Regions from separate parts of the Arachis hypogaea genome. Here region 2 is linked to region 1. A link is a contact called in public Hi-C data. All regions are on one chromosome and are shown on one strand. The core of a region is the stretch at or near the end of the contact, and the rest is flanking DNA. Distances in the headings are between cores, read along the strand shown.

Evidence for each region. A called contact is a pair of places that touch in the nucleus more often than the background predicts.
Region 2: a contact with region 1 is called in a Hi-C map of leaf, with 2.7 times the contacts expected there. The contact joins the promoter of LOC112766547 here to the promoter of LOC140181019 in region 1. A contact is called at or near these places in 2 of 8 Hi-C or Micro-C datasets (both in leaf).

Annotation. Positions count from the first base shown.
Region 1 is chr17:2,767,235-2,772,241 of arahy.Tifrunner.gnm2.J5K5, reverse strand. LOC140181019 (KIN17-like protein) reads left to right here and starts at 1,833. Exons shown (of 1, transcript XM_072223282.1): 1 at 1,833-2,153. The coding sequence starts at 1,833. The coding sequence ends at 2,153. LOC112764867 (KIN17-like protein) reads left to right here. Exons shown (of 3, transcript XM_072223179.1): 1 at 1-182; 2 at 338-684; 3 at 906-2,421. The coding sequence starts at 948. The coding sequence ends at 1,508. It also overlaps the pseudogene LOC112765486.
Region 2 is chr17:3,025,558-3,030,496 of arahy.Tifrunner.gnm2.J5K5, reverse strand. LOC112766547 (ribonuclease 3-like protein 2) reads right to left here and starts at 1,460. Exons shown (of 5, transcript XM_072223184.1): 1 at 1,335-1,460. It overlaps LOC112766141, which reads right to left. Exons shown (of 9, transcript XM_025812012.3): 6 at 4,704-4,799; 7 at 4,083-4,273; 8 at 3,880-3,949; 9 at 3,130-3,563. The coding sequence ends at 3,450.

The DNA.
Region 1 (5,007 bases), core at 584-3,083:
CTCTTCGAACCATGGAAGCCTTGGCACACTAAGCCCTAGCCCCTTCGCCGAACAGCTTCGTCTTCATCTCACTCACCGTCTTCGTCTGTACTCTGGGTGTTCGTCGTCTTCGCCTGTCTTCTGCTCGTCGTCGTCCTCGTCTGCCCTCTACTCGCGCCGTCGTCTTAGTTTGGTCGCCGAAGGTCAGCACTGCCTGCTCACTACTTTCTGTTCTTCGATTTTTTTTATTTTTTTTTCATGCCCTCTTTTTCTGGTTTTCTGCTCACTGCTCTTTGCTCTGTTCACTCTTTTTTTTACTGCTCTATTCTTCATTTTGTTGTGTTTGGATATTTTTCAGCCCGCAGATAGGATAGGGTTGAGTCGTGGATACTAGATAGGGTTAGGATTGGGTTCAAACCCTATCCTCCTCTACCCGTTGCCATCCCTGTCAACAAGTACCCGCTAGTTGTTTATAAATCCTTTTCCTATACTTCTCCTTGTTGTTTATATTAAACAGGCCCAGTGGCCCAGACCCACGACATCAACGACGAAAAGTAACGATCCACAGACCGCGTAGCCAATCTAGCTTCCAGGTTCCAGCCTCCGCCCTTTCCGTCGCGAGCTCCGCCACCAATCGCCGCCACAACCAAATCCTCGGCCCCCCCAGCCACCGCCATCAAAGTCATCTCGAAGCCCCCTTCTCAGGTTTGTTCTTAGAATCTCTCTCTCTCTCTCTCTCTCTCTCTCTCTCTCTCTCTCAATCTTATATATCTCTAATTCCCTATGATTGCTATGGATTAGAGATTTTATATTTCTTTGAATGCAACCGTTATAATGTGACTCTAATTGCGAATTATTCAATTTCTCTGTTATGTTTGTAATCTGAAGACAACCACTGAATTAGGGTTTCTTTTGTTTGTTTTTAGTTTTTAGTTTTTTTTGTCTGAAACATTTGAACCGGATAATCGATGGGGAAAAATGAATTTCTTACACGGAAAGCCATCGCCAATCGAATCATGGCAAAAGGGCTGCAGAAGCTTAGGTGGTACTGCCAGATGTGCCAGAAGCAATGCCGAGACGAGAATGGGTTCAAATGCCACTGCATGAGTGAAAGCCACCAGCGCCAGATGCAGATTTTTGGCCAAAACCCACATCAGATAATCGAGGGTTATTCCGAGGAGTTTGAGACATATTTCCTTGAGCACATGAAGCGCAGCCATCGGTTCAGCCGCATTGCTGCCACCGTGGTTTATAATGAGTACATCAATGACAGGCATCATGTTCATATGAACTCCACTCAGTGGGCAACTCTTACAGAGTTTGTGAAGTACTTGGGTCGAACGGGGAAGTGTAAAGTCGAGGAAACACCTAAGGGTTGGTTCATTACATATATAGATAGAGATTCTGAGACCCTTTTCAAGGAGAGGATGAAGAATAAGAGGATCAAGGCAGATATGGTGGAGGAAGAGAAGCAAGAGAAGGAGATTATGAAACAGATCGAAAAAGCTGAGCAATTGATGCAACGGTAAGATACTACTGAGGCTGATCAGGCTTCAAGGGTCGAGGCTCCGAGGGAACTAAATGTGGAAGATGGAGTTAAGATAGGATTTTCTCTTGGGGCATCGGCTAAGCCTGTGATCAAAGAGAAACATGAGTCATCGAAGAAGGCTGTGTTTGATGAGGATGAGGAAGATAAATTCGAGGGAAGGAATCTGGGAAATAGTTTGAAGAGAAAAGAGAGTGGCGGTGGAGGAAAGTCAACCTTGGAAGAATTGATTAGGGAAGAGGAGAAGAAAAAGGAGAAAATCAACAGGAAGGACTATTGATTGCATGAGGGAATTATTGTTAAGTTTATGAGCAAGGCCTTGGCAGAGAAGGGGTACTACAAGCAAAAGGGTGTGGTGAGAAAGGTGATTGACAAATATGTTGGGGAAATTGAAATGCTTCAAAGCAAGCATGTGCTGAGAGTCGATCAGGAAGAGCTTGAAACTGTGATTCCACAAGTTGGGGGCCGTGTAAAAATTGTCAATGGTGCATATCGTGGATCAACTGCGAAACTTTTGGGGGTGGATACGGATCATTTTTGTGCAAAGGTGCAGATAAAGAAAGGTGCCTATGATGGCAGGGTACTCAAAGCAGTGGAATATGAAGACATTTGTAAAATAGCACAATGAGTTTGATGAGAATAATAACCAAGTGATTGTGTGTTAAGTTGGTTGAATAACATTGTTTATTCTTATGTATCCGTCTGTAATTTTTTATCTATATGAGATCAATCATGACGATAATCTTCCCTGTTAAAAGATTGAATGCGTGCTTGATTGGCAATGGAGAATCTTTTTACTTTCCGGTAGTAAGAAAATTGCGGGGAGATGGTGATTGTAAGCTCCAAACTACAATGTTATACGTGCAATTAATGAACTACTTAATTTTGATTGGCAATGGAGAATCTTTTTACTTTCTGGTAGTAAGAAAATTGCGGGGAGATGGTGATTGTAAGCTCCAAACTACAATGTTATACGTGCAAGTAATGAACTTCTTAATTTTAGAACGTAACGGTTCAATGTTCACAAGGTTGAGGTGGTGTTGTTCTACTTACATGTATATACATTCGATTATTCTTGTATCAGTTGCACATATGAAGAAAAAAGGTTATGCATATGAAGAAGGTTATGATTATGAATTTCTTTTCTTCTGCATCATTATATTAAGATATAAACTGTAGAATATGAGAATTTCTTACTCAAATTTAAAAGGTTTATTTGGTGTGTCCAAACTACACTTTTTCATGCATAGTTTATGAAATTTCATGAGCTGATTAAGATAGATCTTCACGCTAATCTGTATATACCATGTAGTATGGAACGGGACGACTTAGAGAAGCGTTGATGCCACTCAGTTATTTTCAGAATCTATACTTCCCCTTTTATAAGATTGAACATGACTCAGAATTAGATGAAACATCAGGTAAGAATAAACAAAATCAAAGAGTTACATTTATTACATAAGAACAAAAAATTAGTAACATGTAACTCGATACATTAAAACAAAAATGAACCTTTGATCTACTACACCCTGCTGCGTTAATCTACAAAATATATCTTGACAACTCAAGTCAAGAATACCAAAATTTGTTCTACCGATGAAACACTAACAGAATACAAGATATTCAATTACAAAATTTTAAAATGGAAGTGATGAATGATTGGGCTTAAATGTTGATCATCGCCGGGTGATTTGTTTCCTCCGGTTTGATAAACTTGGAAAGCACCTTCACATCACAAATCCAATGGAAGCATCAAGAGGTAACTGTTGAAAACATGAGATGAAGTCGGTCAGCAGGCGAGTCGTAGGAGCTACACAAATATAGCAATTGAGAGATATTATATGCACTACTCTGTATACACTTCTCTTATATACCAAATAAACGCCATCGATAAAAAGTGAGAGAAGATAAAAAATTCGACTTTTATATCATAAAAGAAAGGTGTACAAGAAATGTGCACAATAAAAGTAGTACATTTCTCTAGGGCTGCACACGGATCGGATCGGATCGGATATAGCTTAAAATTCTATCCGATCCGCACTGCACTCATAGGATCGGATCGGATACGATATCCGCAATTTTTTAGGCTGGATCTGATCCGATCCGATCCGCATACTTGCGGATCGGATATCGGGTATATCCGCATAATTCAAAAGAAACTATTTTAAAATTCTATTTGGCTGTTTTTACAAAAAAATATCCAGAAAATTTATTTTTTTATCTGTTTAAGTCTATTTACTCATAAAATATTATCAATAATAGTTCTCTTGAATAACAAAAATAAAATAATAACACAAGATTTAAGTTTAATTATTCTAAGTTGAAGTACAACATAAAAGATTAAAAACAAAATATCATAAAATTCATAAAATAACACACTAAAATTCATATAACATTAGGGTTTACTTTCTTAAACTATGCTATTTATATGTGATGTGCGGATATGCGGATTTGCGGATCGGATCCGCGGATATCACTGCCGAATCCGCAATCCGATCCGACCATAGTGCGGATCAGACCCGATCCGATCCGATGACTCTGCGGATCGGATAATATCCGCAAAATTCGGATCGGATGCGGATAATTACCGCGGATATGCGGATATTATCCGATCCATGTGCAGCCCTACATTTCTCCACTGACAGAAAGTATTAATGAGTGCCATATTAGCAGTAGTAGTTGATAACATCAACATTCAAGCCCTGAGATGAGCAAGACAAGCACTAATGATCTTATGATTAAAAAGGGAACGTCAATTTTTATATATCTGTAGATAAGTTATTATAGCTTCATGCATCACTTAACAACAGTCCAACTGAGGGACTTACTTTGAAGATGTTGCTATGAAGGTTTCAGATATCCTGCTCATCCATCTCCTCAAGAATAACATATTTGCCAGAAGAATCTGTTGTGTGAAGCACTGCCACCTCACCTTCACCAAAATGGCCCTTCTGAAGCTTCAGATATCTAAAATAGAAAAATAGATCGAAAAAACATATAAATAAGCATAATAAAATTAAAGGAAAAAGAATTTTGGAAGACAAGTTTGCTGATGACTTACTTGTACCAGTTTGAATAAACTGACACCAAACAGAATAGTGCAGAGACCGAGTCCTTTCACCCATGTAAATTTATCATGAAAGTACAATACCGCAACCTACACATAAACAGCATATAACCAGAAAGTGCAAGTAAATCTACAATAAGCAACCGCAACACTAAGAAACCTCTATCCTATTCGAACATAACATGCAACAGTTATAAAAAATATAGTACTAAATTAATTCATATATTGAAGCAATGTAATCTTGACAGAATAATACCGAAAGGATCTGGTAATAAACATAAAAGATTAAGAGGGATCACTGGATATTCATATCAAAAGATAAGAACAATATCGAAGCGTAGTTCATACCAATATTGTGACAGCCTCCTTGACTACCCCTGCTATTGGGACTGTGACTGCACTGGTTACTGAGACC
Region 2 (4,939 bases), core at 211-2,710, 260 kb before region 1:
CCTCTTTCTAGCTCCTCCACCACCACGAGTATTCGTCCATCACACCGCCGCAAAACACCACGGGACACGCCGCCCGGACCACCTTTGCCGGAAAGACTTTCGATGCTTCACCTTGAATACTCCTTAAAACCAGGCCGATTAAACCATCGGCTCTGATACCACTTGTTGGGCCAACCGTGGAGAGCTCTCGACCACGGGGAGAATTCGGGGAGGAATCAAGTGAGAGAACATAAGATGAGAAGACACCACATCCAGCTCAAAACCTTAAGGTGTCAACATGTGGATACACACTAAGATCAAGCCATTGCCTAATCAAAGCAACTGCCTTCCGATTCAGCTTCTTCCATTCAGCATCGGATTTAGTACCTTTGGATTTATCTCTCTCCACAGGATCATACAAGTCCTTACTATACAACATATAATCAGCACAGAAATAAACAACCAAAGCTCTGATACCACTTGTTGGGCCAACCGTGGAGAGCTCTCGACCACCGGAGAGAATTCGGGGAGGAATCAAGTGAGAGAACATAAGATGAGAAGACACCACATCCAACTCAAAACCTTAAGGTGTCAAGTTAATGGGTCTCTCATCTTATAAACTCCTCACTCTTCCATGCTTTCTTTGATGTGGGACTAACTTCAACACTCCTCACACTTGCAATACTAACAATTTTTCCCTCAAGTGTGAGCATCCACATCAAGCACCAACTCCCCCTCTTTCTAGCTCCTCCACCACCACGAGTATTCGTCCATCATACCGCCGCAAAACACCACGGGACACGCCGCCCGGACCACCTTTGCTGGAAAGACTTTCGATGCTTCACCTTGAATACTCCTTAAAACCAGGCCGATTAAACCATCGGCTCTGATACCACTTTGTTGGGAAAATCTCAACAAAAGGTTCAAAACAAGAACCTGTCTAACAGCGGAAGCACCAAAAATAATTTTCCCACAACCTGTACAATTAAATAGGCAACACCAAAGATACTCCAAGCAGCAAATATAATGGCAGAAATTAAATAATCAGACACCAGAATTTTAACGTGGGAAAACCCCCAAAGGAGGGACAAAAAATCCACGGGACCTAGTCCAGAAAAATCTTCCACTATCAGAATAATGGGTACACAAACAGTCTTCCTAGTGACACTAGGGCATCTCAACAATCAACAGAATACATCACCAAAACTGGTGGAATCAACATAAACCCTCCACAAAAGTGGGTATTTCAAATCAGATAAAAGAGAAGGCAATACAACTAGCAAGTTATATCCTAATGTTCATCTCTACACCAGGAATAACATACTAAAATTTCATAAGAAATGGAGCAAGTTTACCAAGTCAATGTGATCAAGATTGGCTTGCCCTTTTTCCCCAATTTCTCTTCTCCTTCGACGGCGTGCTTTCTGTTTCCTTCTTTCTTTTCTTTTGAAAAGGGAGGCTTCAAACTCTCTCTCCCTCTCTCGTGGCTATTAGGCCACTTTCTTTTATTTATTTATTTTTCTATATTTTTTTTTTGTTTTAAAAGGTTGTGGGTCCCACTTGAGGGTGGGGACCCACCAACACTTTATTTAGTATTATTAAATACATGATTATATCTATTATATTGATATAGTAATTTTAGTAAAAATTACTACGGAAATTATCTAATTATATTTTTATATTTTATATTTGTTATCTCTTCTTTATTTATTTATTTAACAATGTGACGATTTTTTTATATGAAAATTATTATTGTGTTATTTTTTGTTATGAAGAAGTAGTGTGTATTATACATTTAAAAAAATTTTAATACTGAAATACAAATTGGAGAATAGATTTTGCATTTTAAAAATAAAAAAAAAAAAACAAAATACAAATCAAAAGATAGGTTTTGTATTACTTCACAAATCAAAGGATAAATTTTGTATTATTTTACAAATTAAAAGATAGATTTTGTGTCACTTTACAAATTAGATGATAAATTTTGTCTTTTAAAAAAAAAAATTAAACTTCACAAATTAAACGGTCAGATTTATGATCTTTATATGAAAAAAAAAACATACTAAATTTCATACATTATTAAAAAATACTACTATAAATTTAATATCAAAATTAAAAACTCATTTAATGTTGGGTTGATATTTATTGCTTATGAGCAGACCAAAGCCATCAACTATGAGCCTTGTTATACAGAGGCAAGAAAAATAATTGCGAGTCTTGGATTATAGTCTTGACTATTTTTAAAAATTTTAAATATTTAAATTTTTTACTTAAAAAAATAATTACAAAGATAAATTTAATTATTATTTTGTTATTAACTACAAAGCTCGTATATGAAATACATTGACATGTTAATTTTAAATTTTTGTTAGATCTATAAATAAAGAATTTGAAGAAAAATTATAATAATATATTAATATTTATTGATAATTAATAATACATACTATTTTAAATTTTATTTTACAAATATATGTCTAGAATTCAAAAATAAAATTAGATATGATGTTAGTTGATCATATTTGGATATATCTAAATTATCCAAAAATATTTTGGACATAATGATATACATGTTGAATAAATGTCATGTTTTAAATATGTTCGATACATGGACAACAAGTCAGCAAAATATTGTGATTCATTGAAGAAACGTTTAAGAGTATATATCCAAATAGATTTCTAAAGAATTTCGCATAAGATATTTTTGTCTCTGACCTTAATTTTATTAAGTTAAGATCCCTAAATTTTATATAAGATAAATCCTAGTTAAATTCATTGGTTTTATTTGGACAAATAAATTCTCAAAAGTATGATAGAAAGATTTATATGTCTTACGTTTATAAAATTTAGGAACTTGAACATAATAAATTAATTTTTTTGGAGACGAAAATATCCAACACGAAATTCCTTAGCGACCCTATTTGAGTATATATCTTACGTTTATAAAGTTTAGGAACTTGAACATAATAAATTTATTTTTTTGGAGACGAAAATATCCAACACGAAATTCCTTAGCGACCCTATTTGAGTATATACTCAGTTTAAACTCTCCCTTCCTATCTTCTCTTCAAAAACCTCAAGTTGCAACCACACCAACTCTTAGGCTGAAAAAAATATATATATATATATATCTCCTTCAAGAATAATGCTCAATTTTTCAAAAAAAAAAAAAGCATCCGATATTTTATTGGATAAAATCTTACTGGATAATAAAGTCAGCAGGAAATCTCACAGGATGCTGAATTGAACAACTCAAACAACTCTGTAAGAAATCATCATTGTGGAGTATAGAAAGAAACCACCACCTAAAAAGTCTACTAAAATATTACCACTACTACAACCTTTCCAAACCAAAAGAACCACCATATGACTAGATACAAAATCATCACTGTTTGCAAAACTTATCTCTCAAGTTTCATAAATGGGCCATCAAGGGTGATATCGAAGACCCGTGATGAAGCGAGAACTCGTCCTCACGCCACCATCATATTATGATCGAATCCTGCTCCGGCTTGTAGTGGAGGAACCCTATTCACTCCAACATTGTGAAGCAACTGCTGTAGCCACCTCCTAGTTGTTTGGTCTTCCTGAGTACATGAAACCAGCAACACATCATGAAAACATACTATAAGGTCCAATGAAAGAATCATTAGCTTTGGAACCGAGAATCCCATGAAGAGAGTTTTTTCGTACACCAAGTCAACTCGCCCTCCCAAGCTACATCCAGTAGTGAAAGAGAGCGAGTCGGCGAAATGTACCCATGAGTAAGTACATGTACATAACTAACTTTTTCTAGTTACTACTCTTTTCTCTTCAAGGGTTCAATCTATGACTAAATTGATCAAGCAACCCAAACACATTTTACTAAATCATATGCATATTAATTCCATAAGTAGTACTTACACGAAGGCAGGTATTAAAAGTAGCATCTCTTAACATCTCCGGAAGACAGCTTCTTAGTGCATCACAAGCCCTGCTTTAATGGAAAGCCAGTTTTGTTAGAAACTTTGAACAAATAAAAGCAGCCACAACAGGGAAATTAGAGATAGGAAGGTTGAGAACAGCAACACTAAAAGATCATGGAAGTTGCACTCTACTTATCCAACCTCCGATTATCGGATAGACGAAGATAGCAACGAATAATGTGCTTCAAAAGGCGAGATGAGGGTTGCTCAGCCAGAGCTGCCACCATGTTCCCCAGAACTCGACCTACTGCAAAAAAGCGTTCCGCTGTGGTACAAACATAATCCAAACCCACATCATCCAAAAGAATTTTCTGAACTATAAAGGTTGCAACCTACAATACAAGAGCTTTTATTAGACAACCAAATATAAGATATTATATTATATTATATTATAGTATTATTTTGCATCCTACAATACAAGGATGCAACATTAACTAGCATGTAATATTTATGTATATTCACATTGTTCTATTAGTTCCAAAGAGGGGAAAAAGGAACAAGACAATAAGGTTCTTGAGAGAAAAGCTTATTCAAGTATTATAAGTATTCATTTACCATTTTATATCATGCCAAGATCACTCTATCAATGAAAATCTCATAGAACACATAAGTTGCAAAATATAGTGAAACACTTCTTGAATAGCATTCTATTGGAACAAGATAAAAAATGAAGCAGTAAATATCAACGAAATCAAAATTCATCCAAACAAAGTAATCTATTAAAAACAAATTGGCTAAAAACCAAGAACAAGTAAACTCAACTGTTTTTGACAATTCACTTCCCAGTTCCATAGTGCGAAGGCACAACGGAATTATTTCTGTTGAAAGAAGGAAACTTATAACTTCCGTATCATCAACCTGTGAATATCAACAGGAAAGTAATGATCACAATTGATAACAAAGAGGTACAATCTTATACATGTGACCGATGGCAGAAAAAAAATTCAACAATCATGCAAAGGGCTTAAAATAGTAGGGGAAATTTTATTCCCTAATTG